Regions from separate parts of the Mus musculus genome. Here region 1 is linked to region 2. Evidence: chromatin contacts called from public ChIA-PET data. All regions are on one chromosome and are shown on one strand. The core of a region is the stretch at or near the end of the contact, and the rest is flanking DNA. Distances in the headings are between cores, read along the strand shown.

What was found. ChIA-PET counts read pairs in DNA pulled down with a chosen protein or histone mark.
Region 1: an RNA polymerase II ChIA-PET map of memory CD8 T cells shows a contact between it and region 2, with 5 read pairs. The contact joins two enhancer-like sites. A contact is called at or near these places in 2 of 115 datasets of contacts at active chromatin or transcription factors (memory CD8 T cells and pancreatic cancer cells).

Annotation. Positions count from the first base shown.
Region 1 is chr8:94,968,265-94,971,156 of GRCm38.p6, reverse strand. All of the region lies in intron 3 of Gm30968 (a long non-coding RNA gene), which reads left to right. Among named protein-coding and RNA genes, the nearest start is that of Gm30968, 7.0 kb to the left of the region's middle. Within about 2 kb of position 1,291, at least 7 of the 459 cell types and tissues checked have an H3K27ac peak or open chromatin away from gene starts, as enhancers often do. A contact at or near this core is called in memory CD8 T cells, where this site is marked.
Region 2 is chr8:94,362,245-94,365,170 of GRCm38.p6, reverse strand. The region is part of intron 24 of Slc12a3 (solute carrier family 12, member 3); the gene reads right to left. Among named protein-coding and RNA genes, the nearest start is that of Gm15889, 14 kb to the left of the region's middle. Within about 2 kb of position 1,655, at least 220 of the 459 cell types and tissues checked have an H3K27ac peak or open chromatin away from gene starts, as enhancers often do. A contact at or near this core is called in memory CD8 T cells, where this site is marked.

The sequences.
Region 1 (2,892 bases), core at 42-2,541, 610 kb before region 2:
TGCCTCATCCTACCACGTAGTTGGGACCACATGCACATGCTGAACTTTAATTTGAGGTATCTGAGTGGAGGGAGGGAGGGAGGGAGGGAGGGAGGGAGGGAGGGAGGGAGGGAGGGGGGGGGAGGAAGGGCAGAGACTTCCCAGTCCTGTCCATTCACAGTCAGTAACAGCCAAGCTGCAGGTGGTCTAAACATTTACTAAGTAGCTTTGTGAGCTCTGGGTCTCCTGTGGGCTCAGATAAGAGATGGGTCACACTTTGGGTTTGAGTCTTGTATGTTTCCTCTGTGGAACTCCAGAGGCCTGGTCTCCTCATCTCGGGGAAGACACAGGAAGGGACACTCTGGTGACAAGTGACCGTGACAGGGCTGTCAGGCTCACAAGCAAGGAGCTAGAAAGAGTCTACATGCCCCGTGCCAGGAACAACTGGCCCCAGCTTTCACCTGGAGGGAACCAACTACCTCATTCTGTCCACGATTGTTTTTGCCTAAAAAGTGCTGCACTCTAAGAAACTGCTTGGTTCTAGGCAAACGACAGCATGCTTACTACAGTGGTCACTTTAGTAGAAACAGAGACCACAAAGGCTGTGCCCTTGCTTGTCTCAAGAGTATTTCTCCTCCAAGGTAGAGCTGGTACCTAGGGACCATCTACATGGCAAGCATCTATATAGCAAGAATTAGAGTATTTAAGCCAAGGCCTGAGCACAGTAGCAGTGTGGGGTAAGGAGTGCCATTCTGAGGAGCAGTAAGGGGCAGACTCTCAAACTGGGTTCAAGTGACCTTAAGGAGGTGACCTACCACTGGGGCCTCAACTTTCCTGTCTAAGCCTGTGTTTCCCACCATGCAGTGCCCCAGTTGTCACAAGCTCTCAGGCAATGCTGCAAGGATGCAGAACCATGGGCTGGGACTGTGGGTGCTGTTTAAAAACCACGTTAGAACTATTTCCATTGTGGCTGTGCAAAGGTTGTTTGTTCAAAACAAAACTCATGAGTATCTAGGTACACACACAGGTTATCCGGAGACCAAAACCAGATGTGGGGATGCATCGAAGGCTGAGCCCAGTTCTGAAACATGTCATTCCTTAAAATAGCTGACTCAAAGGGAAAGCTGGGTCTTCCCAAGGTTATACCAACCCGGGCCATAACTAAATCCCCAGAAGGCAGCCCCAGGGGCTGGAGAACGCTAAGGCCTGCAGCTCTGCTCCTATAGCCAAGAAGACATTGTGTTTTCAGGGCTCAGTCTCACCTCTACACCCTGTCCGGGGCTGTTCTCACCATAGCTTTAGTACCATGGTTCTGGCCACAACCACAGAAGAAAGAAACTGCAGCTTACACAGACCCGGTAGCCACAGACTTTCCACATCAAGTTGGGAGGCAAACCTTTGCTTTCTCACATCTCCTGAGTTCATATCACATCTGGTCCAGTTAAGAGACACAGTAGATATTCACTGTCCCTTGAGCTCCAAGGAAGCAGACTCTGTGGATGCCCTGCCAAAGATAAAGTCTGAATATGAGTCTTGGAGAACTATTGTCACCTGCTGTATTTAGAAGAGGACAGAATTCAGGTTGGAGACCAGACCCAAGCCTACCTGTTTCTCCACAAGAGGACATTCTTCCTCCCAGGCACAGAAGCACCTGGCTGGGCCTGGGGTGTCCTGTGAGGCAGGAGGTATGCTGAGATCTTCCTGGGGGTTGGTCCCTTGTTTCTCTGGCCTCAATTTCTTTGTCTCTTGCATGCTGGTAGCTGTACTGGGACAAGAATTACAAACCATGATACTCATAAGCCAGGCGACAAAACTGGCCCAGAGCAGGGAGGTGGAACCAGCAGGAGGAGGGAGAGAGCATGAACAAGAGAGCCCAGTGCTCAACAGCAGTGCCCAGCTCAGAGGATGTTCGCTGCAGTAAATACGGGACCATGTAGTCTGGTGCTCAGGGGTGTTTGTTTGTTTACTTGCTTGCTTGTTTTAAAGATTTATTTTATGTATTTGAGTACACTGTAACTGTGCAGATGGTTCGAGCCATCATGTGGTTGCTGGGAATTGAACTCTGGGCCTTTACTCACTCCGGCCCAAAGATTAATTTATTATTATATGTAAGTACAATGTAGCTTGTCTTCAGACCCACCAGAAGAGGGCATCAGATCTCATTATAGATGGTTGTGAGCCACCATGTGGTTGCTGGGACTTTAACTCAGTACCTTCAGAAGAGCAGTCAGTGCTCTTAACCACTGAGCCATCTCTCCAGCCCTGGTCCTCAGTTTTTGCCAGAGAAATTAGAAATGTGAATTTTATGTGAGAAATCCAACTATTAAAAATTTGGCAGTGGTTGAAGGATGGAAAGCCATTGGAGGTGGAATGGAGTCCATCTAAAGTCAGAACCCAGCCCCGGCTCCAACTGGGACCTTCTCGAGTCAGTGTCAAGGCTGGCTGCTTCCCAATGCCACCACCACTGTGAGGAGCAGAACCCCTGTTTTACAGCTGGGTCCAGACTTCCTTGGCTGGGTCACCTTGCAGTTAAGGGTGGCCAGGTGACTGAGCACTGGACAATAGGTGGCCCCTGGAACCTGAGCCTGCACTGCTGGACTCCCCATTCCTGAGCATCAGAGGCCCAGGCAGTGAGAGGGATCAGGTTAAATGTAGTTGCTACCACTGACAGCCTAGGTTTGATCCCTGGGACCCCCATGGTGGAAGGAGAGAGCTGTCTCCATAAGTTGACCTCTGACCTCCACGCGCACATGGTATGTGTGGCCAAACACACATACACAATACATACATACATACATACATACATACATACATACATACATAATATTCTAAAGAGTTTTAAAAACAAGAGCCATGCATTTCCATCTTCCCCAACTTACTATTCTGAGTATGAACACATGCTGTTGGCCATGA
Region 2 (2,926 bases), core at 406-2,905:
TGCTCCTGTCTTGAGACCTTTGGACTTGGTAAACCACCATGCCCAGCTCTGGGTGGCTTCTTTGAATCATCCAGGTTTGAGGGCATTAAGCTGCTTGAGGACAGCTCCTCTGATTGGCCACAGTTTGCCATCCAATCCCCAGTTGACCGTTCTCATAGCCCTCCACAATCTTATAGGTGTCTTTAGTTGTGTTTATGTGTTGTCTCTCTCCCCCATTGGAATATGTGTTCATCCACCTGCAGGCTGAGTTTTGTCTGGAACTTCCCTCTGTGCATAAATACACTGAGACAGACAGGCTCAAAGGAAGTTTGCTGAGTGGGTGAGGTCACCCCACCAGGTCACAGAGTGATATGCTCCTGTGAGATGGCTGCATGCCCTTGTCCTGCCCACCACCGCCACCATCACCACCACCGCCACCACCCCCGCCCCATGAAGGATGTCAGGGACGATTCCAGCATGGTTTCTCAGGGGCCTTTTGTCCTAGCTGTAAAACACGATGCAAGTAACAGGATATCCTAGAATGCTGTTCAGTCATGTTTGGCTGTGCAGATAAGAAAGTGACTTTTCTACCATCTTAAGAATTCTAGCCGGACAGTAGTGGCGTACACCTTTAATCCCAGCACTTGAGAGGCAGAGGCAGGCAGATTTCTGAGTTCGAGGCCAACCTGGTCTACAGAGTGAGTTCCAGGACAGCCAGGGCTACACAGAGAAACTCTGTCTTGAAACAACAACAACAAAAACCCGAAGAATTCTAAAGTTACATTAGGATCATGGTTCCATGGGTTCAGCTTCTGGGAAATATGGTACCTCACAGAACCAGCTATGGTGCATGAGTTTGGGATATTAGTGCTTACACAACAGTGTACCGGATTGTACCCTTGACAATCCCTCCATCTGAGCTCTAATTAAGGCCAGCAGTGGACAGTGCCCCAGCTGAACTCTGGCCAGCTGAACTTGGCCAGCTGGAGCAGCCAGCCAGGCAGATTTGAACTAGGGTTCAGAGTTCAGAATCTGACCCCACAGTCATCGCCTGAGTGCTGGCATTGCAATGTCCTCAACTTGGTGACTTTGGCAAAGTGCCTGAGTGGCACTGAGCCTCAGAGTTCTTTAAATAGAGCAGTCACAGAGTCACTGCCCTTGTTGGCTGTCTGAGGATGCACACAGCATGCAGGTGGTGGAGATGTGTCCTGAATCAGGTTCCTAGATCTTTCTACCTGATGCATCTGCTTGCTACAACCTCACCAGGCCTGTGATCACTAACTAAAACACAGGGTCAGAACATCAGCCGGACAACCATTGCCCTATTTTTAGAACGTAAGGTCCCAAGGATCAGGAAGGATGGGTGGGAACAAGGATGCCTATGTCACTAAGCAACTGTTGTCTTCACCCGAAAGTGGTTAGTGATCTTCCATGGGAACGGCATAGGAGAGGAGAAAGGCCAAGCTTAGATTTTGCAGGCGCTCCTGAAGCTGAGGACTCTGCAGTCTGGGAAAATGCTACAACATTTTTGGGAACTGAGTTCACCAACTTTAAAGGGCACAGGGCACAGGTGCCTGCCTGCTCAGAGCCACAAAAAAACCCACAGTTCCTGCAGCAAGCTTCAGCCTGAAGTTCCCTCCCTGGGCGGAGCCTGTGGCCCTGTCCCGTGGGACAGCGCCTTTAACTGGCTCTAGCTTTAGCCAATAACATGCTTGCTCTTGCCAACAGGATGTGCTCACCCTAAACCACTGATCTTTAGAACAAAGCTGGGAACAATACAAGTTCTGTTCAAAAGTGCAAGGCAGTGTTGGGTGAATGCTAGATCCAGAAGTTAAGTCCCTGAACGGAACCAACCCAGGCTGAGTGCCAGTCCACTCCCCATCTGGAAGGCCCTGAGTAGAGGACACAACTCCTGTGGCAGTGTCCCTGTCTCAAGGAACACAGTTTAGTTATGATCCTTAAAGCAGGCCCCTGCTTACAGCATCTTCCTCAGCTCAGGCACGGGTGGTAAGGATGCCTTCATGAATTACTCTTTGGCAATGTAGAGGGTCGTTACTGAGAAAAAGGAGGTCCTGCTCAGAGGCTGTGGGGTTGGGATAGTTACTGTGCAGCGCCAGCTCAACACCTGTGCAGGTGTAGCTGCGCTCACACATGGGTGGAGGTGTAGGGGTGGGTCATCAGATAAGCCACGGAGTAGGAGACTGACAGAGCCAGGTTCTGCCCCAAGCTGGAGCTAGATTAGACACCCGTTTCACCTGGTTCCACTGAGGATTGTTCCTTGTTTGTTGTCCTTAGAATGTCTGGGAACAGGGGTCTTGAGCCCCTCCCAGCCTTCTTCTAAAAGAGACTAGAATTTGCATGTTCAGGGTTCCCAAGTCTAATGAGGCTGACCTTGACTGCATCCTGAGAGATCTGGGCTGGTCTCCAACTTGGAGGGTTGGGACACACTCACAGCTGCTCTGGAGAGTTGTTCCAAGAGCTAGGGGCCCTGTTGGGTGACATCTGGCTAGGGTGGGGGTGTGTGTAGGTGTCACCTCCAGGGTGACCAGACACACCACTGTTACTCTCAGCTAATCTCGCAAGACTAGTTGGTGAGCTTTTGACGTTTCCCGAAGTTTTGGGGAAGAGGAGAAAGTGGGGCGGGAGACGCTACTCAGGTAAAATCTCATCATGCCCCCACCCCCACCCCACCCCCTCACCCGTCCAGAGATGGATTCATTTTATAGCAAGTGAACTTGGGATCGCAGTGTGATGAAGGAGAACCTTGAACCTGCTTCAGTGCTCATTAGGGAAATCAAGGCTAAGAGAGACGTGGTGTTCCTTAGCAAGGCTACACAGTGAGTTAACAGCAGGTCATAATTGCAGGTGTGTTTCTTTGAAGAGAGACTTCACTATGGAAGCTGCAGCTTGTCCCACCCATGCACCCTGGACAGTTCACACCTCAGAG